Regions from separate parts of the Mus musculus genome. Here all the other regions are linked to region 2. The links are chromatin contacts, called in public HiChIP or PLAC-seq and promoter capture Hi-C maps. All regions are on one chromosome and are shown on one strand. Each heading gives the region's core, a stretch centred on a gene start, on an enhancer-like site or on the middle of the called end of the contact. The rest is flanking DNA. Distances are from core to core; before and after follow the strand shown. Region 1 holds the start of Chst12 (carbohydrate sulfotransferase 12). Region 2 holds the start of Psmg3 (proteasome (prosome, macropain) assembly chaperone 3). Region 3 holds the start of Ttyh3 (tweety family member 3). Region 4 overlaps Gna12 (guanine nucleotide binding protein, alpha 12). Region 5 overlaps Eif3b (eukaryotic translation initiation factor 3, subunit B). Region 6 holds the start of Snx8 (sorting nexin 8). Region 7 holds the start of Lfng (LFNG O-fucosylpeptide 3-beta-N-acetylglucosaminyltransferase).

Region 1 (3,811 bases), core at 1,271-3,770, 680 kb before region 2:
ACCTGATTTATTTCAGTCTTATGAGTAACCAGGCTGTTTTCCCTCACAGTACTTTCTGGCCTGGCCTTCCTAGAACACAATCACCGCCCCACCCAGCTCCGGTGATCATGTGGTACTGATCATGAACTGAGTCCACAGGCATCTAAGTGTGAGCATCCCTTCTGCCTGCCCCTCTTCTCTTCTCTTCTCTCGGGTTTTCCCAGACTCTGAGCCCAAGCACGCGTGCCTTGTGCTGGAGGTCCTCAATGTCACAGATTCTTAGCGTCTACAAACCACACACTTTCCCACGTCTCCTCCACCACCCAGTGCAGTGGGGGTGGGGACCAGCAGGAACCTGGCTGCTGCTCCCAGACTTGCATTGCTTCTTTCTTCTGCCCAGTTCTTACTGAATCGTACAGAGAGCCTCACTGCCCAGAGAAGCCCTGGGGGAACTCTGGCTCTGCACCACCTCCCCTAACCACTGAGCCACACCCACAATGTCATGCACTGCATCTCCCTACACCCCAAGCTTCCCTGCCCTTCCCTCTAGCATCACGAGTTTACCTCTGACAGACCTGGTCCTGGTTCCCATCACACCTCAACTGCAATCTCCAGCAATGGAACCTGGTCTCCAGCAGGGCATAAGGCTCTTCTCAAGCAGAAATCCGTCCTCCCAGAGCTGGGAGAATGGCCGAGTCGGTACAGTGCTTGCCACGCAAGCACACGGACCTCAGTCCAGATCCCCAGAACCAATTAAGTGCTGTGTGCCTGAAACCCTAGGCCAGCCAGCCTTGCCAATTGGTGAGCTCTAGGCCAGTCTGTTTAAGAGCAAGGACATGGCATTCCTGAGGACGACACCCAACGTTATTCTCTGACCTCCAATGCACCTGCATACACACATGGACATGCACACAACTCCTTGCCCGCCCCTCCAGAAACTAGTCTTTCCCCCACAGGCCCCACCCCTCATGAGCACAGCAACTCAACGTCTCCTGAATTAGCTGCTTCCAGTCTTCAATGCTAAGGGTTTCTTTTGTTTGGTTTCTTTGAGACAGGGTTTTATGTAGCCCAGGCTAGACTTCAACTGTAGACCCTCCTGCCTTCACCTCTTGGGGATTACAGGTACGTGCCACCTTTCCTGGCATTCTCTTTGCATACCGCAAACGTCTTTCATACACTTGGCACTCAAGTGGCCCTGAACCAGGACGACCTGAGCTACCCAGGGCCCATGGTTCCCAGCATTCCACCCAATATGGTGGTTTGCCCTTACAGCAGGAAACTGAAGATGCAGACCCACGAAAGCGACATGACAATACGGGTACAAGCAAGCTCAGCCCCAGATCCTAGCAAGGAAATTAAACATGAAGGTACAGGCAGGCCCTTTTGTAATTTTTGTGTTGTTTTGTTTTAAGTCTGAGTCTTACCCTGTAGCCCAGGCTGGCCTGAACCTCACTATGCGGCCCAGGCTGCCCTCAAACTCACAGCAATCTTCTTGCCTAAGCTCACAAGAACTGGCACCACGCTCCACCTTAGGCAACTCGCTCCACCTTAGGCAACTCGCGAAGTTGCAGTATCATACCCAGCACATAGCAGTTTCCCAACAATCTTTTTTCTCTCCTTCACACCCGGAAACAGGGCCCTAACTCATGTTACCTAGGCTGGAGCCACACGGTGCTGTCCCAGCAATGGAAGGCTCACAGCCCCGTTCTCCCCCGAGGGTGACATTCCCACTCAATTCCGGGGCTCCCAGCGCAGCGTGGGATTATAAAATAAATAATTTAAGAAGGGTGCAAACATTACAGCTCTCTGTGCGACAGCTAGGCGGATGTGCGGAAGGAACCCAAGGTCTGCCAGCGATGTCTTCGTGGCCAGAAGCCCAAAGAGAAGATAGGTCCTACTGTTAGCCACTAATGCGCGGCTTCCTGTGGCCCACCAGGCATGAGGCTGCTGCTGGGGGCACCCGCAGCAATGCACAGGGCAGGAGGATGCTCAGTAGACTGGGGTGAGATGTGGGGCCAGTGCTTGCTCGGTACAAAACCTGGCTTCGGAGACAGCCTCCTGCAAGGTCTGGCCGGGACACTGCAGCACAACAGTCTCTGAACAATTGCTTTCTCGCCTGGACACCCAAACAGCCAGAGGCAAAACTGGGAAGGTGTTTTCCCAACCTCCGAGCCAGCCGCTACTACTGCAAAGGAGGTCGGCCAAGTGGCCACACCTTCCTCCACGCATTCTGCAGGGCTGCACAAGAAGATGGCTCAGAGAAGGTGCACGCTTGGCTAAGGTTACACAGCCAGCTGGACAGAACTGGGATTCGAACCCGGGACCACGTGGGAGCTGCCTAAGCCAGGCAGAAGGAGGTACCAATCTGCATCGCCAAACCATGGACCATCGCCCCACCCTAGGACTCGGGACTCCTACGCACCCCTCGCTCTGCTCGAGCCTGCGCTCCTCACCTAGCGCCCGCCACAGTCACCGCCGCTGCTGCTGTTGCTGGTGATGCTGATTCTGCAGCCGAAATCGCCTCCTCCCGCTAGCAGCCCCGCCCGAGGCGCGGCTCCGCCCCCAGGCAGACCTCCCTCCATCCTCTCGCGAGAGCTAACGAGCGGGACTACGCCCGTTCTGGATGCGCTTGCGCACTTCTCCCCGTTCCTGCCCTCGCCAGCCAGTGCCATGTGGCACCTTATTTACGGCCAGAGATTGGTCCCACCCACCATCCCTGAGCGTCCCGCCCCTTTTGCAGCAACCAATCCGGAGTGGGGGCGTGGCTGATCTCAAGGGGCGTTGCCTGTCTCGCAGTTTGAACTTGCAACGTGGGCTGTGCAAGCTGACAATCCTGTCAGAGTTTATGGGGCTTAAGAGAGACCATGCAGGTAAAGCTCTTAGTGAGAGCCAGGCATGGTGCAAGCTGTCACCGCAGCTACTTGGCAGGGGGGAGGGAGGAACGGGAGGGGCTGAGGCAGTAGGATAGGAAGTTCCAGGTTAGCCGTACTTAATGAGAGCCTGTCTCAAAAACAAACAAACAAACAAACAAACAAGGTATGGGGAGAGGATTCAGTGGGTAAATGAGGTGCTCGCCTCACAAAGGTGAGAAACTGTGGTCAGATCCACAGAACCTGTGAACAGCCCATGCTCGTGAGCCAGGCTCCGTGGTGCTTGCCTGTATGGCAAGACCGGGAGGCAGAGAGAGAGTCTGGAGCTTGCTGGCTCCCTAGCCCTCTCTATATGGTGAAGTTTCAGACAAAAGAGAAGCTCTGTCTCAAACAGAAGTTGGAAGGTGCCTGAGGTTGTCCTCTGAGTCCCACATATCACACATGAGGTGCACACATGCACCTGCAAAAGAAAGCTAGCGTGGTGACGCACACTTAACATCCCAGCACTGAGCTGCCTTCCCAAAGCAGGGGACTGGTTCCGAGCCAACGGGCTCTCCCAGTGCCTAGGGTTAGAAGCCTCTTTCTGTAGCAGTATGACACAGAATGGCAGAGGACAGAACCTAGGAAGATTTATTATATTCTGGTGGCAGATGATCCCATCTTACTAACTAGGATTCAAAACCTACAGCTGAGTCCCCTGGGTTGCCATGTGTGCGTGTGACCTGCTCAGGCTGCTCTAACTGTAACACAGACCCAGCCTCAACTATGGACAGCTCTTTTCCTAGGGTTCTGCAGGCCAGATGCCAGGAGTTGAGGTAGCAAGCAGGCTGGTTCTTGCAGAGAGCCCTGCAGGAGCATCTTCCAGCCCTTCTCTTTACCTCCCTTTTGCGTACTTCAGCCCAGATTTCCATTTTCATAAGGGCACAGCCAGACAAGATCAGGACTATCCCATGACCTCATTT
Region 2 (3,700 bases), core at 964-3,463:
CCTCCTACTTTCCCCTGAGCCTCAGTGAGGATCAGGGGTTCCAGGCATTAGCTGGGACCTGATAAGGGTCAGTGACCCAGGTTCCAGCATCCTTTGGGTCTCAACAAGAGTCAGGGAGCCGGGCCAGGCATCAAGTTGAATGTCCAGGAAGGTGAGGGTGGGGTCAAAGCATTTTATTTTCAAAGGGCACTCACGGTGTTTCTGTCTTAGGGAGCTGCAGAGATTAAATGATCTAGGCATACTACAAAGGAATGGGTAAGGAAAATATGTAGTGTATACACAGTGGGGATTCAGCCATGAAGAAGAATGAGATGGGTCTGGGGAGATGGCTCAGTCAGTTAAGATCTGGCCTTGCAAGCACACACACACACACACACACACACACACACACAGAGAGAGAGAGAGAGAGAGAGAGAGAGAGAGAGAGAGAGAGAGAACCAAAAACCCAAAACAAACAAAATAGAGGCCATATTGAAAATCCAGGAGGTCTGGTACAGCCTACAATCCCAGCACTAGGGAAAGGGAACAAACCTAGACCTGATCCCCAGCCTTGCCGACAGCCAGCCTATCCTAATTAGTAAGCTCTAGGCCCTGGCTCAAGAAACAAGGTATAACGGGCATGGTGGCAGCCACACCTTTCGCCCAAGCAGAGGCAAGTGAATCTCTGAGTTTGAGACCAGCCTGGTCTACGTAATGAGTTCCAGACCAACCGAGGCTACACAGTGTGATTCTGCCTAAAGAAAGGAAATAAGAGAGAGTGGGGAGAAGGAGAGAAAAGAACAAAAGAAAGAAGAAGGGTAGAAGGGGCCTGAGGAAACTGACCTCTGACCTTCATACATATGTATACACACACACACACACACACACACACACACAGGAACCCACACACAAAAGAGTGAGTTTATGTTATTCTTGAAAGTAGATGAAACCGAAGATAATCGTGTTAAGCAAATTATGCCAGTCTCAGAAAGACAGACACCATATGTTTTCTCTGACTGGTGGGGCCTAGATTTTACATAGTCACACTGAACCGTGTGTGTGTGTGTGTGTGTGTGTGTGTGTGTGTGTGTGTGTGTGGTGTACATTTAAGAAAACAAACAGGAAGGAGGGGAGAAAAGGGAAGATAGAGGGAAGGGGGATATGCTCAATTTACAGTCTATAATTTTAAGAAAAAAGTGCTTTGATTTAACAGGTCACCATTAAGAGCACCACTTGTTGCTCTTGCTGAGGACCAGGTTCAGTTCCCATCACCTACATGGCAGCACATAACTGTCTGTAACTCCAAATCTAGGAAACACAACACCCTCTTCTGGCCTCTGTGGGTACTGCATGCACATGACACCATATACAGGAAGGCAAAAATACTCATGCAAATAAATAAACAAACAAACAAATACTGTTTAATTCTTTTAAGTATTCTGCAAGATGAACAATAATTAGTGTAAATGAGACTTGCTCCTCGATACCCACAAGAAAAAAGGAAAAAAATGAAAGAAAGAGGGAAGGAGAAAAAAATGATGGTTGGGATTTGGCTCAGTTTGTGAATGCTTGCGTAGCATACATAAACTCCTGGATGTTATCCCCACACCAGCAAACCATGTGTGGGGTGTGTTCCTGTCATCCCTGCACTTGGAAGGAGAATCAGGAGTTCAATATTTTCCTTGATCAACCTAGGGTACTTGTGACCCTGTCTCAAAAAACAGAAGAGGAGGGGGAGGAGGAGAAGAGGAAAAGAAGGAGGAGGAGGAGGAGGAGGAGGAGGAGGAGGAGGAGGAGGAGGAGGAGGAGGAGGAGGAGGAGGAGGAAATAATCCTAGAACTCGGGAGGATATGTGAGTTTGAGGCCAGCCTGGTCGACATAGTGAGTTCCAGGACAACTAGGGCTACACGGAGATACCGTGACTAAAAGAGGCAAAACTGACAGACAAACAGACGAAACAAGTTACTGTATATTAAGTGTGCCTTAGCCAAAGCCAGGTACACACCAAGTGAAAACAAATATTAAAATATTAATAATATTAAAACAAATATTATTTTGTGTCCACAGCTAGGACACAAAGCTCCCTACACAGGTGGTCAAGCACCGCCACCGAGATCCTGGAGCTCGGAGAGGCACACTGTCCCTTTAACACGAAGCCTGGACGGCTCCTTTGCAGCACGGAACCTTAGGCCCTGGGACTGCCGTGGCCTACGGACCTTAGGCCCAACGGACAGGAACCGGAAGTTCTCGCCGGGACTTCTGCTAAACCATTGCTGGCTTAGTTGCTCCCTGAAACCGCTTTCTGGCGCTGCTGGTGGGGTGAGCGCTGGTTGCCGAGGGTTTCGGTCCCAACTGCTGTCAGTAGTGATCCAGCCATCCCCAGTCCTGCGCCGTCGGGGCTCCCCGGTGAGCTCGGCCGTTTTCCTCATCCCTGATAATCTGGAAGTGGGACAGCTAGTCGCGGGGATGGCGGTCATCGCAAGCAGTGCGGCGGGACAAAGACGCTCACAAAAGCCCGCACGAGCATGCGCGCACTCGCTTTTGGGTTGGGGCGTGGTATTGATAACAGGGTCTCCCCCATGTAGCTCAGGCTGGCCTCGAACTGGGACTTCTCCAGCCTCAGCGTCCCCTGTCCTGGGATGGCAGACATGTGCCACCACGTGCAGCTTGGAATGGGCCGCTTGTCATTTCTGCTGTCGAGCTCCAGGTTGTGTCCGATTCTGATTGCTCCATCCCTTGTTTTCTTTTCTTTTAAAACTAAAGCCTCCGCTGAAGAACGGGACCATGGAAGACAAACCACTGGTAGTATCTAAACAGAAGACAGAAGTGGTGTGCGGTGTGCCCACCCAGGTGGTCTGCACGGCCTTCAGCAGCCACATCCTAGTTGTGGTGACCCAGTTCGGGAAGATGGGTACGCTAGTGTCCTTGGAGCCCAGCAATGTGGCCAATGACATCAGCAAGCCAGTGCTCACCACGAGAGTCCTCCTCGGGCAGGACGAGGTAATGGGAGTTGAGAGCATCTTTTTTTCTGCTGTCATTTGTCCATAGGGATATGGGGTGCCTGATAGGCACAACTCCATACGTACCCAAACTATGCGCAGTGAGCATTTTCCAGGGCCATTCTGGACTGAGGGTGTCCTGGCTGGCTCGAGTGATGCTTTTCCCAGCGTGTTAGCATTTTACTCAACACTCGGGGAGGGATTGATTTTTATGACATAGCCATTTCCTCAGTTTGACCCTGTCCTGATGGCTCTATGTTTATGTCTGCTTCTTGAGTCTTGACAACAGTTCCCTTTGCAGGCCTGTCTGTCTTGATTAGGAGTAACCAGAGAGACGGTAGGCAGAGGTACCAAGGAAAAGTCTTAATACTGCCTCCTGGGCAGTTCCCTCTGTCTGCTTTATGCAGTCCACGTGGTGCTCTGAATCACTGTTGTCCTAGCTTAGGGGGTTTGGGGAAAGCGTGAGACGCTGGCCTAGGTCTCTTAAGGAAAGCATTAGGAGCAGACAGTGTTTGTCCCCAGTGTGACTATACACACCTGTAATCCTTTCAGGGGGAGGCTGCGGCAGAAAAATTGCTACAAGTTTGTGATCAGACTGAGCTGAGGCCAGCTAAGGGATAGACCTTATTCTCCCTGCATAAGCAAAAAAGAAGGAGAAGAAATAAAGCAAACTACTGGTTATGGTGACATGCTGGCTGCTGTAGTCCCAGCACTTGGGAGGT
Region 3 (4,001 bases), core at 1,399-3,898, 820 kb before region 2:
ACCTGGGCCTCAGTTCCTCTTCCTAGAGAGTGGTCAAAAGTCCAGCTTCCAGCCATAGTTGTACTTCGATGGGCAGGAAGAATAACCACAGCTCTGGCCAGACAGAGCTAGCCAAAGTGGGCAGGGTGGAGGGCCTTCCTTCCTGCCCTGTGCCCACAGCCACTACTTGGCATTCTCTCTTTTAACTCCCGTTCTCCCGGGAGACAGGCTGCCAATTTCCTGAGGTTCCTCTCTGCGGTAACTCACGGAGCAGCATTAGGGTGGGGACTCAGTTCCACCAGGGACGTGCTATCTGTCCTGTTCGACGCCGTGTATCAGGGAACCTTTTCTCTATTACATTAAAAACATTTTTAGTGTGTGCATTGGTGTTTTGCCTACAAGGATGCTGGTGCGAGGGTGTCAGATTTCCCGGAACTGTAGCTACAGACAGTTGTGAGCTGCCATGTGTGTTCTGGGAATTGACACCGAATCCTCTGGAAGAAGAGTCAGTGCTTACAACTGCTGAGCCATCTCTCCAGCCCTTACAATTAATTTTTTACTCTGTGCACAGCGCACACTTGGTGGTCAGAGGAACAATGTGTGGAGTCTCCCGTGGAGACCATGTGGAGGGTGGGCTTGAACTCAGACCATCAAGCTTGGCTGCAAGACCTTTACCTGCTCAGCCACCCTCCCTGCTTCTTCTACTTTAGACCCTTGTAACTTTTCCTTCAGGAGTTGTCCCCAGGAAAGGGTTTCACTGACCAAACACACGACTAATGAATCAAAATTAGCACATTTCCTGTGTCCCCTTCCTCCTCCACCTCCCTTTTTAGATAAGGTCTTAAAGCTTAGCCCAGGCTGACTTCAGATTTGCAATGTGATGTACCAGGCTTCAAACTTGTGATCAGCTGCCCAGGTGTGTGACTTCATACCTGGCTTTTGCACATCTTTTGGGGGTATGAAATTTGTCCATCATAGTGAGTATGTAATGCACAGGTATTGTAGCCTGATCAGAAGAAAATCTCCATTTTGGTGAGACTTCTGGTGATGGGAGAGGTAACTCCCAGATCTCACATCTATGTGTATGAACCTTGGACATCAGTTACTGTTGTTGGGACTAAGCAAGGATGCAGGGCTCTCTATGGGAGGTGCTGAAGCAGAGGCCAGAAACTTTCCCAGCCTGTGATGACCGTCTCTGATGTTACTGTTCATCTTTGGACTCCTAAAGGCAGAGCTGGGGGCAGAGCTACTCTCGGCTCTACAGGAAATCTAGCCAGGTGCGGGCATCTCACCTGCTGCACTGACTCTGTCTGGCAAGTGCTCATTTGACACTAGGAGGAAAGCTCGGCCTGGGGGTGGGGCGAGGGGGAACAGCCATTGCTGTGTGGCCCTGGAGTAAGAAGCCTAAGAACTTCTTACCTATCGCTGCAGGCTGATTCCCAGCTAGGTAGCTTCCTCCAGCCATCCAGAACATTGAAACCCACAGCTCTGTAAAGGGCCCCTGCCCTCGGGCCAGAGTGCAAGGAAGGAGATGCCTCAGGCAGTTGCATGAACTGAAAGACAGGTCTGTCAGGAAGCCACTGTCCAGCTGAGGAGTGAGGCTACCTAGCCGATGGAGAAGCTGCATGTGTCTAGTTTCTAAGAACATAAGGCCCCAGGGTTGTGAGTGCACAGAGCCAAGTGGATATGTTCGCTCCACCCGGGGAGAAGCAAGAACTGCCCCCCTGCCCCCATGACCTTTCTATAGGCTGTGTCCTGACCAGTAGCCTAGTTTCCAAGATGGGATACAGGGAACTTTCTTTACATCTTCCTTTTGCATCTTTAGAATGATGCAAGCAAGTGAGGTGCGGCGGTTCAGGCCTGTTATCCCAGTACCTGGGAGGCTGAAGCAAGAGGACTGCCAAGTTTGAGGCTAGGCTGAGCAATTTACAGAGATCCCGCGACAGAAAAAGTAAAACAGGGGATTGGGGATTTAGGTCGGTGGTAGAGTGCCTGGCTTGCATGCGTAAGGCCCTGGTTCCATAACTGAAATTAAAGCAGGTGGGTATTCAATCTATCTGCCCATTATCGCCTTACACGCGGCTTTATGGCTTATGCGCCAGGCTTTGTTCTGAGCACTTCACACTCGGTTTATCTCCGCAACGCCTTTTCTCAGACTACAACACTGATACCGAGAGGCTAAGTCATTCGCCCAAGAGCACACAGCTGCAGCTCCCGAATGCAGATCATGTCCATCCTAGAGACAGGTCACTGGTTCCCTGGCAGGTCCTTATGAGGGCTGCGTGGAAACCGGATCAAACCAGAGAGCAAAGGCATGGGTCGGAGAGGATGCTACACGTGAGCTTTGGATTCCAGCCTTCGTGGTCTACAGGGAAGAAATGGCTGAAGAGGTTGAGGGTCCTGCCTAAACCGAGAGGTGTAGGCAAAAAGACCAATGGTAACGCAGGGGGCAGGGCCTATGGGAGAAATGCCAATGGCAGTCCGGAGGCAGAGACTGCCCTGGTATGGGCGGGGTCTGCGTGGTGCCGACCAATAGCATTGTGTGGGGCGGGGCCGAATGTCCGGGAGGGCGGTTGGGGTGGGGCCTGAGGGCGGTGGGCCTATGGCGGTGTGGGGGTGGAGCCTGAAGGCGAGCGGGCGGGTGCGCGGAGGGGGCGGCGGCAGCGGCGGTGAACAAAGAGGCGGCGGGCGCGGGCGGCCGAGCGGAGCCGAGCGCAGCCGAGCCGGGCCGAGCCGGGCCGAGCCGGGCCGGGCCAGGGCCCCTGGAAGCGGGCACGATGAGGGCAGCTGAGCAGGGGTCGGCGGGTCCCTGAGCCCCGTGCATCCGGCAGCGAGGGAAGCCCGGCGCAGCGCCCGTGGCCGCCCGCCCGCCATGGCCGGGGTCAGCTACGCGGCGCCCTGGTGGGTGAGCCTCCTGCACCGGCTGCCGCACTTCGACCTGCGGTGGGAGGCCACCAGCAGCCAATTCCGGCCCGAGGACGCCGACTACCAGCAGGTGACGCGCGCCCCCGGGTGCGGGGTCAGGGGCCCCGGGTCATGGCCCCTCCCAAGGAGCTGGAGCTTCCCCATCCCCTTTCATTCTAGGAGTCGCCTCCCGTTCACTGATAACCTTTCCAGGGATTAATGTCGAACACCCCCTGGAAGGTGTTCAGCCCCTCTGTGTCACCAGGGCCTCCGATCCGGATTGACGGAGCTGCCTCCCTCCCCTGATAGACCCTCTTCTGATCCTATGGGTTCCTGGTAGGCCCGTCTTCATCCTTTGGGCAGTCAGCTTCTCCCCAGCAGAGCCCCCGCTAGCCAAGGCTGGATCCCTGGGTTCAGGCAGGAGGGTATTCCTCGTTCTCTTTCCCCAGCTAGGGAATCCCTTTGCCAGACTGTTGGTGGGTGAGGAGCCTGGGCCATCGCCAGCCTTCTGTGGCTGCTAATGACCCCTTGCTTCACGGTCAGGCTGTGGGATGTACACAGGGTGTCGTGTGGTTGTGGGAAACCAGGGTGCCAGCAGTCTCTCTACCCAGGGTGGAAAATGAGGCCTGGCTGAAGTGGGGTGAGTGGGCCTCCGTCTGGGCTGGGGGCCATGGGGCACTTGGCAGCCCTCTCCCTGCGAAGCCCTAAGTCTGGCGTCCTGCCAAGTCCCAGCACCACCCCCACTACTGAACCACTGTCATTTGAGTGCAGAGCAGGGGGACTAGGGCTGTGGGCTTTTCCTTCCTGCTCCAGATTCCAGAAAAAAAAGAATGATCAGCCCACTTGGTCACTAAGCACCTCACAGTTTCTCTCCGGCGGCTCCTGGGACAGACAGTAGCCTGGGAATCAAGTACTCCTGGGGCTGTGCCAAATATCTCTGCCGCCATCCTCATCTTACTGAAGTTGAGGGTGAGAGAACACAGGACTGTCCCTGCTCCCACTCTCTGCCTACCTGACCCCAGCTCCAGTAGCTGATGGTGTTCCTGAGCAGATTAGAACAGGTGTGAGGGGTAGAGCAAAACCTGAGTCCTGAAAGACAGCAAGGAGATGCACCCGGG
Region 4 (4,125 bases), core at 546-3,045, 940 kb before region 2:
TCCATCCTAGCCCTCTTCTCGATGTATATTTTGGGACAGTCTCACTCAGGTGCCCGGGCTAGCCATGAACTTGAGATCTCCCTGTCTCAGCCTTCCTAGTGGCTAGGATTGCAGGCCTGAACCACGAGACCATACTGTTAGGAAGCTTTTAAATGAGAGATAAATATGGACAGTGCTCACTAAGGGCTTTATTCTTTTAGGGTGTGGTTTCTCCCTTATGTCCAGCATTATCCTGTTTTCTGTGAGAACTGGAGCCTCTTGGTAATGGTAACTTTGCTGATTTTTGTAGTGGGGTCATTCCCTGGGGAGGAGTCTGTCTAGGTAAGCATTTAGAGAGCTGTGAATGATGAACAGCAAACAAGCCTGCTATGATGTCCCCCTTTCTATCCTTGCTAGTACAGACAACTGAACCTGAGAGAGAGCGCTTTGTGAATGTGCATATGGGGATGCACATTAGCATGCACACTTGCTTGTGGCTGTCCTCAGAGGCCAGAGAGGGTGTTGGATTCCCTGGAGCTAGAGTTATAGGCAGTTGTAAGTCATCTGATGTGAGCACTGTCAACCAAACTCCGGTCCTCTGGAGGAGCAGCAAGTGCTCTGGCCCCCATTCCCACCTCCCAATTTCTCAATGAACATTCTCTTCTAAATAAGAACCCACTGGCTATAGGGTAGAATATGATAAAAATAGTGTATCTTCTCCAGCCAGCTTCAAGAAGCTAAACTCTGTGATGTACCTCTATTTACCAAGCTTTGAACTTTTTCAAAAAAAAAAAAATCAAGTTAAATTCTCCAAAATGTGGAAAACATGTTGCTTTGAGAGACAAGTCATTGACACCTTTCAAATGTCCTCTTTGTCCAAAAAGTCCCTGCTGCTCAGGCTATGGGAAGATGACACTTCACCTGGCGCTATTCCTGCATAAACGGCTAATGTTGCTCCAAGGAGGTACCCTGAGGTGGCCTGGCGTTGGCTTCTGAGCATTCCAGACTGTGCTGTGAAGAGCCCTCTTAGTGGCCCTGCTGTCAGAGGAGCCCCAAGTCTCCATTCTTGAACAGCTGGCACATTGGTTCGGATTGGTTTGAGACAGACTCTTCCCTACATCGCTCAGGAGCTCCCTGCCTTAGCCCCCCAAGTGCTGGGATTACACACATGTACCACCACTCCTGGCCCGACACCAGTTCTAGAAGATGAAAAGCTAGGCCGGGCGTTTACTTCACATCCATAAAGGGGAAAAGTGGGATGTTAGCTAGGATTTGCACTCTGCTTGGTTGGCAAGTTGGTTTCATATAAGCAGTTTCATTCATTTGTTGAGTTCTTCCTGCCTGGGCCTGTGCACTCCCCTCCACAGGGACCTGTGTGGAAGCTGTCTGCTGGTGACAAACGAGCAGAACTTTGTTTATTTTGTGGGAGGGTAGTGCTAGGCGTCAGATCCAGACCTCATACATGCCAGGCAAGTGCTCCACCAAGAGCTCCATCCCAGCCCTCAGTTTGCTTTATATTTTGACAGGAGCTTGCCATGCAGCCCAGGCTGGCTTTGAGTTTAGGGTGCTCTTGCCTCAGTCAGCTGCTGCTCCTTCCTTCCTTCCTTCATCTTTCCTCCTCCTCCTTCATCCTAACCCTTCTCTTCCTCCTCTTCCTCCTCTTCTGCTCTGAACCAGCCTTAGACTGTGGGCCTCTTGGTGTCACCTTCCTGGTGCACATGAGTCTGGTCTGTGAGTGGCAGGTGTGTCACAGTGTTAGCCTCAGACAGTAGCCGGAGTGGATGTTTACTGTGTCAGACAAGGCCTTGACTCATCATGAGCCAAACAAGAGAAGCATCCCTCAGAGGACCATTTGTGCTGGAGCTGAGCATCTGCCATGTGAAGCTGTCACACTGGCAAGTTGGCAAGTGTATGCTGCCATTCATGGTCAGATGAGGTCATTCTGTGTCTACATCTCCAGCGGGACATGGGAACAGCAATTCTGCTATTTACACCACTGTGCACACCACCGTGTGCGGGTGTGTGTGTGGGTGTGTGAGTTGGGGCGGGGTCTCCTAAAATCCTGATAACTTCTCATCAGCAGAACATTCAAGAAGGGAGAGCCTCTGAGAAGAGGAGAAGGCAACTTCTGTTTGTTATCTCTGGTCAGAAGCCAGGAAGGAGATCTCAGCTCCTTGTCCAAGTCCAACTTGAGAGTGCTAGTTGAAGGGATGGCTTGCTGAGTCAGTGGTCCTGGGGCCACAGGCTCAGGAGCCAGAGCATCAGGCAAGAGGCAGCACAAGGGCTCTTTATGAGGAGCAGGAGGCCTGGACAGGCCCTACAGGGGAGCCTGGGCCTCCCTGCCCTCAGCCTGGCCTCCCAGCTGGCCGCAGCGCCGGGGCTGCATGGCAGAGCTTGCCTCTCCTTGCTTCAGAGAGCCCACTGCCCCACAGCACGGATGACTCAGTGTCTGGCAGGCAGAAGCTGCTTTGAGCCTTTTCCTTTCCCTTTTGTTCAGCCTGGAGTGGGGGAGGTCAAGGCCTTGTCATATCCAGCAGGAAGATGCTGTGACCCCTTCCCTTTGGCAAGCCGCCATCGGCAAATGGGAGGGACCGTCATAGGCCTGGCCCCTCATTGTCTTTCAGCTCCGTGCCCCTGTTCTTTGAGAGGAGCTACTGCCCTTATTTAGATGGCCTAGTGTAGTCTGTGGGAGACACGGTTGCACTTCACTGCTGGCAGAGTCTGATCTGTAACCTTTTGTAGTCCACACTTCTGTTCTCTCAGGCCATGCATGTAGTGAGGTGAAGAGTTCAGGGGTGTGTGTGTGTGTGTGTGTGTGTGTGTGTGTGTGTGTGTTGTATATGTTACAGAGTATATTTGTGCACGTGTGTACACATACATGTAGAAGCCAGAATGTTAACATTGGGAATTTTATTCTCTCTCTCCATCTTAGCTTTTGAGCTTAGCTTTTAAGACAAGGTCTCTCTCTCCCTCCCTCTCTCTCTCTCTCTCTCTCTCTCTCTCTCTCTCTCTCTCTCTCACAGACAAGGTGTCTCTCACACAGAGACAAGCGCTCTCTCTCTCTCACACACACACACATGAGTGGGAAACTATGTGACTAAACCATCTTTCTACTTTTAACTTGCTTTTTGACTATGGCCAAATTAACATCTAAACTTTGGTTTCTTCAACTGAGAAAAAAAGGAGATTTTACTGAACCCTGTGTGTATGTGTGTGTATGGTGTAGTACTAGGGGGATAGGGTCAGGACTTGGCATGCTAGACAAGCATTCTCACACCAACCTGAATTTTCAGCCATGGCTTTGGAGACAGAGTCTCACTACGTAGCTCAAGGTAATCTTGTGCTCTTGATTCTCCTGCCTCAGTCTCCCTAGTGTTGTGACCACAGACCTGTTGCCACCACTTTTGTTAGCAGCCCCAGCTTTTCATTTGTTTGTTTGGGATGTTGCTGGCCCAGGTTCGTTCATGTGTTCACTCTGTAACCAGGCTGGCCTCAAATTCAGAGATCCACCTGCCTCTGCCTCCTAAGTGCTGGGATTACAGGTGTGAGTCACCGCTGCCCAGCTCCGGGTTTTCATATCTTAACACAAGGATGTTGGAGGCTTGAACTGCTGAGTGGTTTGGTTTCCAAGTCTTTGCTTTATTTGGGAATGGGGTAAAAGTCCAGGGGCTTTCCAGACACAGCTGAAGAGACAGGTGCTGGCTCACAGCTAGGACTTCCCAGCAGACGATTGGGTTTGCTGACTGTTTAGTAGGAGCTAAGCCAGTGGGTGTGTGTAGGTCCTTCTCTCTGCTTGGGGGTGTCTACACAGGTACTAGACAGTGGACAGTTTGGGGTCATTAAACTAGGAAAGGGGAAATGTCTAGCATAATCAGCCTTGAAAAGTACACATTGAACTGACAAAATGGCTCAGTAGGTAAAGGTGCCACTCAGGCCCTAGAGCCAACTCCTGATGGTTGTTTATCGTTCTCTCTCTCAATCTCTCTCTCTCTCTCTCTCTCTCTCTCTCTCTCTCTCTCTCTCTCTCTCGCACGCGCACACACACACACACACACACACACACACACACGTTAAGAAAGCCAGACATTGTGACACACACCTTTAATCCAGCTTTCAGGAGGAAAGAGATCTCTGAATTCAAAGTCA
Region 5 (4,110 bases), core at 1,390-3,889, 610 kb before region 2:
CTGTCCAGCTCGTCAGTGTCCACCCCTGAGAGAACAGACAATAGACTGACCCCTGGGACACGGCCTCTCGGGGAACCACTGCACTTGCAGACAAGCCCAGAAGCTTGGTTACCTCCTCGTAGCTCTAGACGCTCGTTCTTCTGCTTCATGTAGAGTTCCTGGGCCATTTTCCGGTATTGCCGGAAGTCCTCCATCATGGTCCGCCTTCTTTCCACCAGTTCCTGTCAGGTAGGGAAGGTTGTAGGACATTCTTGCTCAATGACAATGACCCCACCATATCTAGCAACCACTGGTGAAGAAGTCTGGAAGATGTCAGTGCTTGTGCACTGGGCAAGCCTTCCACAGAACCTCCCTTAAGCGGGGCCCTCGTTCCTCTTCCTAATCATACTCCCCCCTGCTTCTTGCAAGAAAAAGCTAGCCTTCACTCAGTGTTGTGGGTGCTGGCCTTCTGCTCCCCATTGCTAGTTCGTTCACCTTCACATCCGGAGAACAAGCCAGATCAGGCTCCTGTGAGCATCCCTCAGGCTCACCTTTGAAGCTTTGGACTGGCTCAAGCGATCCTTCTGCTCAAAGATCTTGGAGTACTTCTTCAGATCCTTTTTAATTTGCTGAAACCAAGACAAGTCTCTCAGGATTGAGCCTTCAAAGCAAGATTCCCAACTGCTGCCTTTAAAGATGCCAGTGTGCAGTGACAGCCTCCAGGACTAAGAGGATTCAGCCCCAGGGCACCAGCATGGCCAGCTGGCGAGTCTCACCTCATGGAGATGATTCCTAAGGTGAGTCACTCCCAGCTCTGACCTAATACCACAAACCTATCCCATTACATAACCCCTTCTTAGCTCTTCCAATCCCACTGGAACTTGCTTATAGCCTGTCTGGCTTAAACAGACTATCATGGGTATTCTGAAGTCGGGGGTGGGGGGGTGGGGGGGTGGGGGGGAAGAAGGTGCAAGGGGAGGGGAGCAGAGGACACAGGCAGGATCATCCTATTGCTATATGTCAGAGTCTGGAAAGAACTCACCATCCTCCTGCCTCAGCCTACTGGGATTATAAGCACTGCCTAACCTAACATGGCTTTGGGTCAGGTCTCATTGGCCCTGCATCTCTTCAGAGCCCTCTCCACGTCCTACCTCCACTCTCCATTGACTGCCCCTGTCCAGTCACAGGACAAATGCTTGGTTTCCTTCAGTGCCACAACAGTTCCCTTACCCCAACCAGGCAGGGACCACAGACCTTTATCTGATCCTGGCTGAGGAGTGTTGGGGGCCTTGGTCTCCAGAGCAGCTGGCAGAAGCGGTCCTTGTTGTTCTTCTGCAGAAGGCGACCTTGGAAGGTCCACAGCCAGTAAGCATTGTCCACCTAGAGGGCAGTGGGAACCATCATGCAAAATGTGCAAGGCTGCCCTGGACCGTTACTCTTAGCAGCCACAGCACCAACCTGAGCTCTGGACAAAAACACCTGCACCTGGCTGTGTTCCCCCTCCAGCAGAAAAGATGGCTAGCAAACAATGCTGCAAGGATCCTGGGCCTGCTCGTCACCCACTGGTCTATGACAAGAAACTCTCACAGCAGTGCCAATGAGAACAGCAGCAACTTCAGCTTAGCTTTCTCCGCAAGATTCTAGAGACAGATTCTCTCTGTGTAGCCCTGGCTGTCCTGGAACCCTCTCTGTAGACCAGGCTGGCCTCGAACTCAGAAATCCGCCTGCCTCTGCCTCCCAGGAGCTCCGCCTCAACTCAAATGCTGGGCTCCTTGCTGCCAACCATCTCTTCAGGGGCTTTGTGAACTGAATGGAACAGCCCCACATAGGCTTTAAAGACTCTCACTTCCTTCCCCTCGGCCCTTTTGGGGGTGGGAGATGCTGGGATGGAACCCAGGCAGGTGCTATGCTATGCACTGACATTGCCAGTCCTACAATGTGCTACATAAGTGTTGGGATGGGTCCTAGACAGCACATCCTGTCCTGAGTATAGAGTGCTATTCCAGACACTACCCAAGGACTCTGGGAAGCAAGGGGTCACATCTCATCAGCTGGAGCCCTCTGAGCTCACAGGTTTTGTTTTCATGGACTGGTTCAACTGTCTACTTAACAGTAAACACAGGCACAGTGCTCCAGCAGGCCCAGCCAAGCAGACATGCCCAATGCTCTGGTAGCTGACCCCTCAGCTGCGCGAGGTTTGTGAATAATGCCCTCAGCTTGGGATCCCTGGATATAACAGCCCCACAGGAACAGTTTCTGTCACCAGCCTTGAGAGGTTTCGTTCTCTAAGGGCCCAGCACCTGCCATCTTCTACCTTGTGGCTCCACCACGACACAGAGGTAACCACGTAGCGGCCAGTTGGGTCCCATTCAACATCGGAGGCCATGTAGTGCTCTGCAATGTTCATGACGGTGCAGTCTGAAGTGTCGACAAACGCCAAGGCACCGTTCATGCTGTGGGGTGACAGGGCAGCTGATCCCACAATCCCCTGTACCCCCACCGGGAGTCCAATGCCCCTCACCACAACTGAGAACTGAGTCACAGGGTGAGAAAGGATGGAGGACTCTGCTGGGCTGTAGTTAGTTCCCTGAGCCTTGGCCCTATTGCCCTCACAGTGACAAATTTCCTAAGGACATCCTGAGGCTGGGCCCAGGACATGGATGGTGTACACAGTGCTCTGTGGCATCTGGAGAAGTTTCCACAGTGGCACAAGCCACAGCCATCCTTCCCACCAGAGGGCAGGGCTGGGCTTGCTCACCACTCCGGTGTGCTCAGCTGGCCACAGCCATCCTTCCCACCAGAGGGCAGGGCTGGGCTTGCTCACCACTCCGGTGTGCTCAGCTGGCCACAGCCATCCTTCCCACCAGAGGGCAGGGCTGGGCTTGCTCACCACTCCGGTGTGCTCAGCTGGCCACAGCCATCCTTCCCACCAGAGGGCAGGGCTGGGCTTGCTCACCACTCCGGTGTGCTCAGCTGGCCACAGCCATCCTTCCCACCAGAGGGCAGGGCTGGGCTTACTCACCACTCCGGTGTGCTCAGCTGGCCACAGCCATCCTTCCCACCAGAGGGCAGGGCTGAGCTTGCTCACCACTCCGGTGTGCTCAGCTGGCCACAGCCATCCTTCCCACCAGAGGGCAGGGCTGGGCTTGCTCACCACTCCGGTGTGCTCAGCTGGCCACAGCCATCCTTCCCACCAGAGGGCAGGGCTGGGCTTGCTCACCACTCCGGTGTGCTCAGCTGGCCACAGCCGTCCTTCCCACCAGAGGGCAGGGCTGGGCTTGCTCACCACTCCGGTGTGCTCAGCTGGCCACAGCCATCCTTCCCACCAGAGGGCAGGGCTGGGCTTGCTCACCACTCCGGTGTGCTCAGCTGGCCACAGCCATCCTTCCCACCAGAGGGCAGGGCTGGGCTTGCTCACCACTCCGGTGTGCTCAGCTGGCCACAGCCATCCTTCCCACCAGAGGGCAGGGCTGGGCTTGCTCACCACTCCGGTGTGCTCAGCTGGCCACAGCCGTCCTTCCCACCAGAGGGCAGGGCTGGACTTGCTCACCACTCCGGTGTGCTCAGCTGGCCACAGCCGTCCTTCCCACCAGAGGGCAGGGCTGGACTTGCTCACCACTCCGGTGTGCTCAGCTGGCCACAGCCATCCTTCCCACCAGAGGGCAGGGCTGGGCTTGCTCACCACTCCTGTGTGCTCAGCTGGGATGCAGGGCAACAAGAGATAGGCACCCCAACCACAGACGGGAGGACAGCCTCCAGCTAACGTCTGTCCCACTGGAAGATGCGGGATTCACAGGAGGGGTACAAGGCTATGATCACAGAGGACACATCATCTGCAAGTCACGACTTCCATCAGCCTGTTGTGGCCGGAGGCTCAGCTGTGACAAATATCTAGTGAGATGACAACGCTCCCCCTCAGCACAAACCCTCAGGAGTAGGGCGCAGCCACAGTGGGCAGGGCCCCGACCTACCTCCTCAGCCCGGCCAGCACCACGAACTGCCCCTGGGGACTCCAGAAGATGGTGTTGGCTTGCTGCTTGTCAAACATCTCTGCAAGAACAACAAGTACTTCTGGGGGACTGAGCTAGCCTCTCTTGAGGAGAGCTGGCACAGACAAAGTCCACGTACGAC
Region 6 (4,119 bases), core at 1,595-4,094, 560 kb before region 2:
CCGACTGATGCAATACGAGACCACGCAGCCAAAGTCAGATGCTATGTAGGGAATGAGAGACCTCAGACACTCAGCCCTAAAAGAGATATTTCTATCACTAGAGGTATTGTACTAAAAAACAAGCAACAACAACAACAACAAATACCAAAAAAGCTTATGACATTTAGCAGAACGTCTTGCCAGCATGTTTAAATCCCTTGCTTCCATCCATCCATCCATCCATCCATCCATCCATCCATCCTTCCATCCATCTCCTTACAAAACTGTGAGTGGCGGTCCATGCCTGTACTGTCAGCACAAAGCAGTTGGAGACAGGAGGAACAGAACTATTCAAGGAGCTGGGCAGAAAGCTCAGCCAGGAAACTGTTTGCTATGCAGGCATGAAGATATCAATCCTGCAGGAAAAAGCTAAGTATGGTGGGAGTTGTAGTTTCAGAGAAGACAGGCTCATCCTTGGAGCTTGCTGGCCAGACAGCCTACATGTCCAAGATGGATGGCTCCTGAGGGGGAATAAATCTTAGGGGTTGTCCTCCAAACTCTACACACACACACACACACACACACACACACTCACTCACTCACATGAGTTTAAGGTCATCCTCAATTACATAGAGAGTTTGAGATCAGCCTGGACTATAAGAGACCTTGTTTTCCAAAACATACAAAAACCTTAATTCTTTTGTTTTTGTTTTTCGAGACAGGGTTTCTCTGTATAGACCTGGCTGTCCTGGAACTCACTTTGTAGACCAGGCTGGTCTCAAACTCAGAAATCCGCCTGCCTCTGCCTCCTGAGTGCTGGGATTAAAGGCGTTCGCCATCACACCCAGCTCTACCCAAACTTTTGAACCACTTTTGCTGTGGGGTGTTTGCCAGAGAAGACTGCTCTGGCTTAGGCTTAAGCCAATAGAAAGTATTAGCCCACTGGGGATTACACTGACGGGATCCCAGTGTCACACTGAACCTCTCTTAGGGTGAGCTTTTAAGCATGAAAACCAAATATGTCTGGGTTGACATATTTCGGTTAACAAGGACAGTTAGCCAGAAGCAGAACTACAGAAGCTGAAAAGCAAGCTTAGCACTTTCCCAGAACTATGGGCTTTGATGGATCAGGTCTTCATTTTTGGCAGGTGGTGTTTTGTGCTGAGTTTTATAGCCTGGATACTCCTTCCATGATGGAGCTAAGATCTGGGGCTCTGTTACACTTCTACACAATAGATTGTAGTCCTGGAAAATAAAGGGAACTAGACGCAGCTACAGCCAAGCTTAGGGCTTTAAAAACTTTAGAGGCACCAGCAGGGAGACTGAGAGGCATCCTAGGGCTCCAACCTTGGAGCCTTCAGTCCACTCCATGGAAATCATTAGACATCAATATCTGGAGAGGCGAGGTCTTTACTGTGAAATAAGAAAGGCCTTCCCTGATGGAGTCGAGACAGGGTTTCTCTGTAGCCCTGGCTGTCCTGGAACTCACTTTGTAGACCAGGCTGGCCTCAAACTCAGAAATCCACCTGCCTCTGCCTCCCGAGTGCTGGGATTAAAGGTGTGCGCCACCACACCCAACTGTTCTGATGGAGTCTTATTAATAACCCTCTTCTTCTCCCAGATATTTTTTTGCTTTTCCTTTACTTGAGATAATGTATCTATATGCAGTTTAGGTTGCCTTTCTTTTTTCTTTTTCTCCTTCTTTCTTTTTCCTTTCTTCTTCTTCTTCTTCTTCTTCTTCTTCTTCTTCTTCTTCTTCTTCTTCTTGTTCTCCTCCTCCTCCTCTTCCTCCTCCTCCTCCTCCTCCTCCTCCTCCTCCTCCTCCTTCTTCTTCTTCTTCTTCTTCTTCTTCTTCTTCTTCTTCTTCTTCTCTCTCTTCCTCCTCCTCTTCTTCTTCCTCCTCCTCCTCCTCCTCTTCCTCCTCCTGCAGTTCTAGACTCAGTCCTCATATTCAGCCCCGGGTCAGACACTGCTCCTGTGTGCTCTTACATCCTTGCTTCCCTCTGTCAGTCAGAGGGCCAGGCCTGGAGGTATGTATGTTCAACTTAGCTCCTAGGGAGGCTGAGGCAGGAGGATGTTCTGCCTTAGCTACAGAGTGAGTTCAAGGCTAGCCTGGCTAACTAGACCCCGAGTCAAAATAAATACATAAAGCTCAACGTCCTGGTGTGCATCTTCAATCCCAGCACTCAGGAGAGAGAGGCAGGCAGATCTTTGAGTTTGAGGCTAGCCATAGTGAGTTCCAGGACAGCCAGGGTTATATATTGAGACCCTATCTCCAACAATATACAAATAAATAATAAAGGGCTGGTGATACATAGCACAGTGGTAGAGGGCCAGCTCAGCATGTGGGAGCCTATGGGCTCAATCCCCAACAGAAAGGAGAATGGCCTGGTTATCTGCAAACAATTATGGAATGTTGTTCCTCATCAGTAATCTTCAGAGACCTATTATAGTCAGAAGACCTACTCTCTAGCCATGTTTCACGCTCCAAATCCCAGAAGGTACTAGAACACTGTTCTAATGTCCGTAGCACCTTTCACAGGGGCTGCCCCGGAATTCACAGAGCATGTGTGAGTGGGCAAGCGAATGCAAAAATGAATGGCAGCGTGGGTCAGAGGGTGGGCAAGAAGATGAGTAACAGCTGCTGGCTAAGAGCGGGGAGGTGGGTGCGCACTGGAGGGAGGTGGCACTAAGCAGCTGGGGCGGTACTCGCGCTAGCACTCAGTCTTGGACCAGAGCTGCTGAACGCTGCCCCGGCCGCGGCCACGTGGTTGGGGCGTGGCTCGTGGGTAGGGGCGTGGTCTTACTGCTTGGGGTGAGCGGAGGGGCGTGGCGAGGTTGGCATGGGCGTGGCCACGCCGGACAAGAGCTGGCGTGGGCGGGGCTGGCCGGGCGGGCGCGGGAGGAAGTCACGTGGGCGAGCGGGCTCACATGACTGGCCGCGCGATGGACCCGCTGCCCTCGCCGGCAGTCGCTGCAGCTGCTGAGGCGGAGGCTGACGAGGAGGCGGATCCGCCGGCGACAGGTAGGGCACGCGGCCCGATGGCCCTGTGCGGAGAGCCAAGTGCTTCACACTCGGGGACCACCTGTCAGTGCCACACCTCGCCTGGCCGGGGTGGGGGGGTGGACATTCTTGGGGCCAGCCTCTTCCCGCTGCTCCCTGGGACGCTGCTCTTCAGCCCTCCGTTAGCGAGCGGCCGTGTGGAGTTGCACCTGGGTCTTTTCTGACCCCACTTTGGAGACGTGGTCTAGAGAGTGGTTTATATTCATGTGTGACCATGTCCAGGGAAAGGGATGTGTCTTTGGTATCAGACTCTTTTTCCTGGGGTCCCCGGCTTTGTGGACTGTGGGGACGCATCCATGTGGCCAGAGGCGCAAGGGTGGAGCTGGGCCTGGTGTGTGCCAGCCAGGTCTGGCCAAGTGTCGCTGAGTATGGCCATCTAGAGCATTGGTGGAAAGACAGGTTCTTCTCTTGGGACGAAGGGTTTAGGGTAGTACTTTTAACCCCAGGGGAGGGAGGAGGATGTCAATGAACGCCTCTGAAGAATGGAGAGAAGGTGAAACTCCCCTCGGAGTTGGTCAACAGTCTTTGGGTCTTGTTGGGTAAAACATTGTATTTTTGAGGTTGTATGTTTGAGCCACCACTTAAGTCCCTATACCTGGGCGCCTTGAGAAAGGGAGACTGATCCAGAGCTACTTATGCCTTTTAAGAATGCTTTTTTAAAAAAATATTTCTAACTGTGTATATGTATGTGTGTGTGTGTGTGTGTGTGTGTGTGTGTGTGTGTGTGCGCGCGCGCCCTTGGAGGACAGATGTGTTAGATTCCCGAGAGGCCAAAGTTTCACCTGCCTGTTAGCCACTCAGTAGAGCTGCTGGGACCCAGACTCCTGTCCTCTGCAAGAGCTCTGGAGCCTGTGCTCTGAGCCCCTGCCTGACTCATAAAGCAATTCCTTGTGGCTTGTAGCAGTGGTGATGGGTTAGAGCTCTCTTGGCAAATTTGGGATCTTCCATATTACTTCCTAGAGAACTCAGCTAATGGCTGACGTTAGGAAGGATTTCGTCTAGATTTTTGACAGATCTTGGGCAGTGGTGTGACTTGTGTGTTAGTCACAGCCATGTAGTCCTTCACGATTGACAGG
Region 7 (4,017 bases), core at 579-3,078, 780 kb before region 2:
CTTTTCTGAGAGCAAGAGAGGATCAGAGAGACCCTAGGCTTCTCACCAGACCACACAGTCCAACTGAGTCCCAAATCCCTGAATAAGAGTTTCTCAGAACCGATAGTGGCCCAGAGTGGGATAGATGCTATCCAATATCACACAGCAGGAAGGCTGAATGAAGGGGTGGGGGAATGCCCTGGCTCAGGGATCGTGCCCCACGAGGGCTGTCATTCAGGGCTGGGGGGAGGACACAGAGGCCCCCTCATCACCAGGCAACCTGAGTGGCCAGCACGCCAGCCAACGGTTCCCATGGAGCGCATAGCTGTACACAAGAGGCCGACGCCTTTCTCGGCTGGAGAAAGGGGCTTTGTTGCCTTGCCCAAGGGGCCGGCGTGAGAGCAGCCTAGCGCTGGGAATCCTAACGGCACCACAGCCAAACAAAACCCATGGCCCCCCGCTGCCCCCTCCCGAAGGCCTGCTGAGCCCCTGGGAAAGGGACGCCTCATTCTCAGGAGGCTACGGTGGGGTTCTCAGGGCCCCTCTTTGACCAAGACTAGATAGGAGCCTGTCCTCTTAACCTCCACTGTCCTAAAGCGAAGTCTCACTGGGGCTGGGTCAGGAAGGAAAGTGAGTCTTAGTCTTCACACCAAATATCTACCCCCACCCCTACACACACACACACACACACACACACACACACACACACACACACACACACACGCAGTGCACTCTGCTCTCCCGCCCCAACGGTCCTGTTGTAGCCTCCAGGGAGATTTTCAAAGTGGGGTGTGTCTTTTTATTATGTGTATGAAGTTGGTCTAACAGGAGGTGGGGGAGCTGAGCTACTGAAGTCAGGGTTCTGAGCAAGTCTGGAGAACTAGCACCCATTTCTTTCACTTTGCCTGGTCCAGGGGTGTGCTATGCCTTTTCCTCCCTCCCTTTCAAGGGGGCGTACCTTCCACCCAGGAAGAAGGAAGGGGAGTGAAGGGGACCCAGGATGGAACTGAGCCAATTTGCTCGAAAAAGTTTAGGAACAAATATGGCCATTCACTCCAGTGTTTAGGAGAAGCGTTACAGAGCCAGCCCTAAGCTGGAGGCGACTCATCCAGACACAGAGCATGTGGCTGGGGTGACCCTGGGCAACACGGAAGGAAGCTTCCAGGGTAGTAAGGCAAAGTGAACCCCAGCAGCCACACGGGGCTGTAATGGGATTTATCAGTGTCATCGTTTCCCAGATAGACCCAAAGCAATTAACGCATCGGGAACCGCTATCGTCAGTCACCAGTTGGACCAGAGGGTGATCCCCACTTCATCCCCCTGCCCAGGCCGCGCTGGGTCTCACCATCTCCTTGTGGCGCGAGATCCAGGTCTCGAACAGCAGATCGAGCCGCGCGCGGTGAAACTTTCTGGTGGTCTTGACGGCGATGAAGACGTCGCGAGGGGACAGAACTTCGGCGGGGGGACGCGGATGGCCGTCGCCCTGGCGAGAAGCGACCCCGGGCGGTGGATCCGCGTCTCTGCGCGCGCGGGTGAGTAGACTGAAGTACTCGGAGAGGCTATGCACCTCGCGGGTGAGGACTCCGGGATCCACAGCCGCCCTGGACCCTGAAGCCGGAGCTCCTCCAGAGGAGCCCGCCAGGCTACGCAGCGCGCGCCGTCCGCGCTCAGCGGGCATCGGAGTCGGTGGCGGGTCGGCCGTGAGCACCAGGAGACAAGCCAACAGCGCGCCCACCAGCGCCAGCAGCAGGCGCCGGCCGCACCGCTGGAGCATGGTGGCCGGCGGCCGCACGTAATATCTATCCCAGTGCCAACTGGTCCGGCTGCCCGAGGCTCCCGGTCCAGCTGCGCGCCTCTCGCTTCAGGAACTCTTAAACCTCCCCTGCCCGCCACGCCTCCACGCGCTAATTGGCTGCTAGCCTTGGGGCGTAACCTTTAGGGAGATCTCTCCTTCCCACGTGGGATACGGACAAGGGGCTGGGAACCACCCAGCTGGGGTACCCACGGCACCCGCCCCCTTTGTGCACGAGCCTGTCCCGCCTGCGCCGAGTCACCCTCCGGAGCTGCTCTGGGAGACACCCAGCCTGACCAACGCCCGCCACGGCTGCACGTGGAGGACGCGCCCCCGAAGCTGGGACCTGGGTGATAGGGCCAGTGCTCCTCCGCGGGCGACATCCTTGGCTTCTCGCTGTGCATTTCCTGTCCCCGAGCGGGTTTCCTTCCCTGGGGAACGGTGCTGACTGAGCCAAAGTGGTAGCCTGCAGTGTGTCCTGAGCGATTAATTTTGAGCTGCCCTTACTGATACTTATGTCTTAGGAGTGGACCTGAAGTTCAGGCAAAAGGGTATCAGTGACAAAATTCTACGTCCCTCCGTCGGTCCATCCTTCCCTCCTCCCCCAGGCAGGCCTGTCTTGGCATCATGTTCCTAAATGGGGAGGGTTGGTCCCCAAAAACCTCAGGCACCCCGTAGCGAGGAGACACTCAAGCAGCCTCTTTCCTCGAAGGATGAAAGGCTACCTTCTGTTCCATTTGGTTCCTCCGCACTCCTACCAGATGTGACCCAGCTGTGCGCCATCCCAGACCCGCCTCCCCGGCACACGGCCCCCTTCCCACGGGCGGGGGCCTTGCCTGCGCCTAGCACGAGCGGGGGCGGCAGGAATGTGCGCCTAATGGTAGGGTGAGAGGCTACGGGTCCGGAAATGGCCAAGGGTCCCCTGGAGTGGGAGCAGGGTCCGAGCCCGAGCCTGCTGCATCTTCCGGGAGCGCAGCTGGGGGCGGCTCTCCGCCTGGCTGCCCCTGGGTCTGGTTGGCTTCAGTTTCCGCGTCCCCCTTCAAAGGAAGTCTGAGCCCACCCTGCCACCACGGATAAACTGCTGTTCCTTCTGTCGCCGACTCCCTAGCGTTTATATTTTAGACCGGAGTATCATTTCTAATTATTTCTCTACTACACTCTTCTTAATGTCCGTCCCTCTCTTGGAGGTTAAAAGAAGGCATCAGGCTGGATCAGGTAAAGACTTACTGCAGGGGCTGGCCAGATGGTTCAGTGGGCAAACGCAACTGTCACCTAGGCAGATTTGAGTTTATTTCCCAGGACCCACATGGTCAGAAAGAACCAACAATATGTTGCCCTCTGACCTCCACACGTGCAACTTGGCCTGAGCAACACACATTTATACACACGCACGCACGCACGCACATACACATACGCACACCTGCTTTCAACAAAATTCTTTTCAAAATGAAGACAGACATGATAGCCCATGTAGCAGGCTTGGACGATTGCTGAACATTTAAAGGCAGCCTGAGTTACAGAGTGAATATCGGGTCAGCCCCTGCTGCCGTGTAAAAGAGCGCCTGAAATGTACCTCATCTGGCAAAGTTGGTAAAGTGTTTGCCTAGCATGTATGACGCCTCGGTTCATCTCTGCACCAAATATTCCTTGGCAAATAGTGAGTTTGAGTCCAGCCTGAGCTACATGAGACCCTATCACAAATATAAAATAAAATGACTTTGAATTGATGTGTAGCCAGGCTCTCCCCACCCCACCCCACCCCCCAGCCTCCCACCCCACCCAGGAGTGGATCTCTGGTCCATTTGCTCTGAGGGCCCTGTGGGACACTGCAACCCCTCTGTGGTGGGAGGGAGTGGGATATGGTGGTTCCCAGGCTTCTTCCTGACCCCTCCCCCCAGGTAATTAGGAGGCACCACCTCTGGTAGGCAGATGCCTAAGCAGATGGTGCTGGCTGTGCCCGAGTGACAAAGCTCCCATGGCGTCACCTCCTGCTATAAACCCCTCCTCCTCCTGCCAGAGCCTGGTCCCTCAAGGACAAGGAAAAAGTCCTACCTGCTATCTGCTGGACTGCTCTCCAAATAAACTCACCCCAGTTCCAGCCTCAGCCTCAGGGGCTAATCCATTCCCACCAAAAACTATCTATGTGTCTTCCGAGTGTTTTAGGTCTAAGGCTCCTCCTTGAGACCCCTCTCCTGGACCACTTGGCAGCCTCCATTCTACTTTCTCTGTGTCTCTCTGTCTCTGTC

Evidence for each region. Promoter capture Hi-C pulls out the DNA fragments that hold promoters and counts their contacts. HiChIP or PLAC-seq counts read pairs in DNA pulled down with a chosen protein or histone mark. Capture Hi-C pulls out chosen DNA fragments and counts their contacts.
Region 1: a promoter capture Hi-C map of liver shows a contact between it and region 2, with 3 times the contacts expected there. The contact joins the promoter of Chst12 here to the promoter of Psmg3 in region 2. A contact is called at or near these places in 13 of 39 promoter capture datasets (the 3T3-L1 cell line, the C10 cell line, the HPC-7 cell line and 9 more), 12 of 115 datasets of contacts at active chromatin or transcription factors (the NIH/3T3 cell line, T-cell acute lymphoblastic leukemia, astrocytes and 8 more) and 3 of 9 other capture datasets (adipose tissue, liver and macrophages).
Region 3: an H3K4me3 HiChIP or PLAC-seq map of forebrain shows a contact between it and region 2, with 6 times the contacts expected there. The contact joins the promoter of Ttyh3 here to the promoter of Psmg3 in region 2. A contact is called at or near these places in 9 of 39 promoter capture datasets (the 3T3-L1 cell line, 3T3-L1-derived adipocytes, cranial neural crest and 6 more), 10 of 115 datasets of contacts at active chromatin or transcription factors (T-cell acute lymphoblastic leukemia, craniofacial prominence, embryonic basal ganglia and 7 more) and 3 of 9 other capture datasets (adipose tissue, embryonic stem cells and macrophages).
Region 4: a promoter capture Hi-C map of liver shows a contact between it and region 2, with 2.3 times the contacts expected there. The contact joins the enhancer-like site here to the promoter of Psmg3 in region 2. A contact is called at or near these places in 8 of 39 promoter capture datasets (the 3T3-L1 cell line, 3T3-L1-derived adipocytes, cranial neural crest and 4 more), 1 of 484 Hi-C or Micro-C datasets (cortical neurons), 2 of 115 datasets of contacts at active chromatin or transcription factors (pancreatic cancer cells and thymic regulatory T cells) and 2 of 9 other capture datasets (adipose tissue and liver).
Region 5: an HNF4G HiChIP or PLAC-seq map of pancreatic cancer cells shows a contact between it and region 2. The contact joins the enhancer-like site here to the promoter of Psmg3 in region 2. A contact is called at or near these places in 23 of 39 promoter capture datasets (the 3T3-L1 cell line, 3T3-L1-derived adipocytes, the C10 cell line and 15 more), 1 of 484 Hi-C or Micro-C datasets (palatal mesenchyme), 9 of 115 datasets of contacts at active chromatin or transcription factors (SST interneurons, bone marrow-derived macrophages, craniofacial prominence and 6 more) and 4 of 9 other capture datasets (adipose tissue, embryonic stem cells, liver and 1 more).
Region 6: a promoter capture Hi-C map of hematopoietic stem and progenitor cells shows a contact between it and region 2, with 4 times the contacts expected there. The contact joins the promoter of Snx8 here to the promoter of Psmg3 in region 2. A contact is called at or near these places in 25 of 39 promoter capture datasets (the 3T3-L1 cell line, 3T3-L1-derived adipocytes, the C10 cell line and 16 more), 5 of 15 datasets of contacts at CTCF or cohesin (the NIH/3T3 cell line, embryonic stem cells, large pre-B cells and 1 more), 77 of 484 Hi-C or Micro-C datasets (the AML12 cell line, B cells, the C2C12 cell line and 42 more), 24 of 115 datasets of contacts at active chromatin or transcription factors (the HPC-7 cell line, the NIH/3T3 cell line, astrocytes and 17 more) and 4 of 9 other capture datasets (adipose tissue, embryonic stem cells, liver and 1 more).
Region 7: an H3K4me3 HiChIP or PLAC-seq map of embryonic forebrain shows a contact between it and region 2, with 2.3 times the contacts expected there. The contact joins the promoter of Lfng here to the promoter of Psmg3 in region 2. A contact is called at or near these places in 10 of 39 promoter capture datasets (the 3T3-L1 cell line, HPC-7-derived erythroid cells, cranial neural crest and 6 more), 1 of 15 datasets of contacts at CTCF or cohesin (embryonic stem cells), 4 of 484 Hi-C or Micro-C datasets (the G1E-ER4 cell line, cortical neurons and embryonic stem cells), 15 of 115 datasets of contacts at active chromatin or transcription factors (T-cell acute lymphoblastic leukemia, astrocytes, bone marrow-derived dendritic cells and 11 more) and 3 of 9 other capture datasets (adipose tissue, embryonic stem cells and liver).

The regions. Positions count from the first base shown.
Region 1 is chr5:140,504,318-140,508,128 of GRCm38.p6, reverse strand. It overlaps Chst12 (carbohydrate sulfotransferase 12), which reads right to left and starts at 2,520. Exons shown (of 2, transcript NM_021528.3): 1 at 2,433-2,520. It overlaps Gm38728 (a long non-coding RNA gene), which reads left to right. Exons shown (of 5, transcript XR_001785006.2): 4 at 50-148.
Region 2 is chr5:139,825,407-139,829,106 of GRCm38.p6, reverse strand. It overlaps Psmg3 (proteasome (prosome, macropain) assembly chaperone 3), which reads left to right and starts at 2,213. Exons shown (of 3, transcript NM_025604.4): 1 at 2,213-2,385; 2 at 2,743-2,979. The coding sequence starts at 2,764.
Region 3 is chr5:140,647,678-140,651,678 of GRCm38.p6, reverse strand. Ttyh3 (tweety family member 3) reads left to right here and starts at 2,648. Exons shown (of 14, transcript NM_175274.5): 1 at 2,648-2,974. The coding sequence starts at 2,852.
Region 4 is chr5:140,766,276-140,770,400 of GRCm38.p6, reverse strand. All of the region lies in intron 2 of Gna12 (guanine nucleotide binding protein, alpha 12), which reads left to right. Among named protein-coding and RNA genes, the nearest start is that of Gm30745, 19 kb to the right of the region's middle. Within about 2 kb of position 1,795, at least 206 of the 459 cell types and tissues checked have an H3K27ac peak or open chromatin away from gene starts, as enhancers often do. A contact at or near this core is called in 3T3-L1-derived adipocytes, adipose tissue, cortical neurons and 3 more, where this site is marked.
Region 5 is chr5:140,438,235-140,442,344 of GRCm38.p6, reverse strand. Eif3b (eukaryotic translation initiation factor 3, subunit B) reads right to left here. Exons shown (of 19, transcript NM_133916.2): 13 at 3,951-4,029; 14 at 2,294-2,432; 15 at 1,234-1,359; 16 at 531-608; 17 at 113-221; 18 at 1-25. Among named protein-coding and RNA genes, the nearest start is that of Gm4869, 5.2 kb to the left of the region's middle. Within about 2 kb of position 2,639, at least 25 of the 459 cell types and tissues checked have an H3K27ac peak or open chromatin away from gene starts, as enhancers often do. A contact at or near this core is called in pancreatic cancer cells, where this site is marked.
Region 6 is chr5:140,388,033-140,392,151 of GRCm38.p6, reverse strand. It overlaps Snx8 (sorting nexin 8), which reads left to right and starts at 2,844. Exons shown (of 11, transcript NM_172277.3): 1 at 2,844-3,004. The coding sequence starts at 2,911.
Region 7 is chr5:140,605,152-140,609,168 of GRCm38.p6, reverse strand. It overlaps Lfng (LFNG O-fucosylpeptide 3-beta-N-acetylglucosaminyltransferase), which reads right to left and starts at 1,828. Exons shown (of 8, transcript NM_008494.3): 1 at 1,325-1,828. The coding sequence starts at 1,753.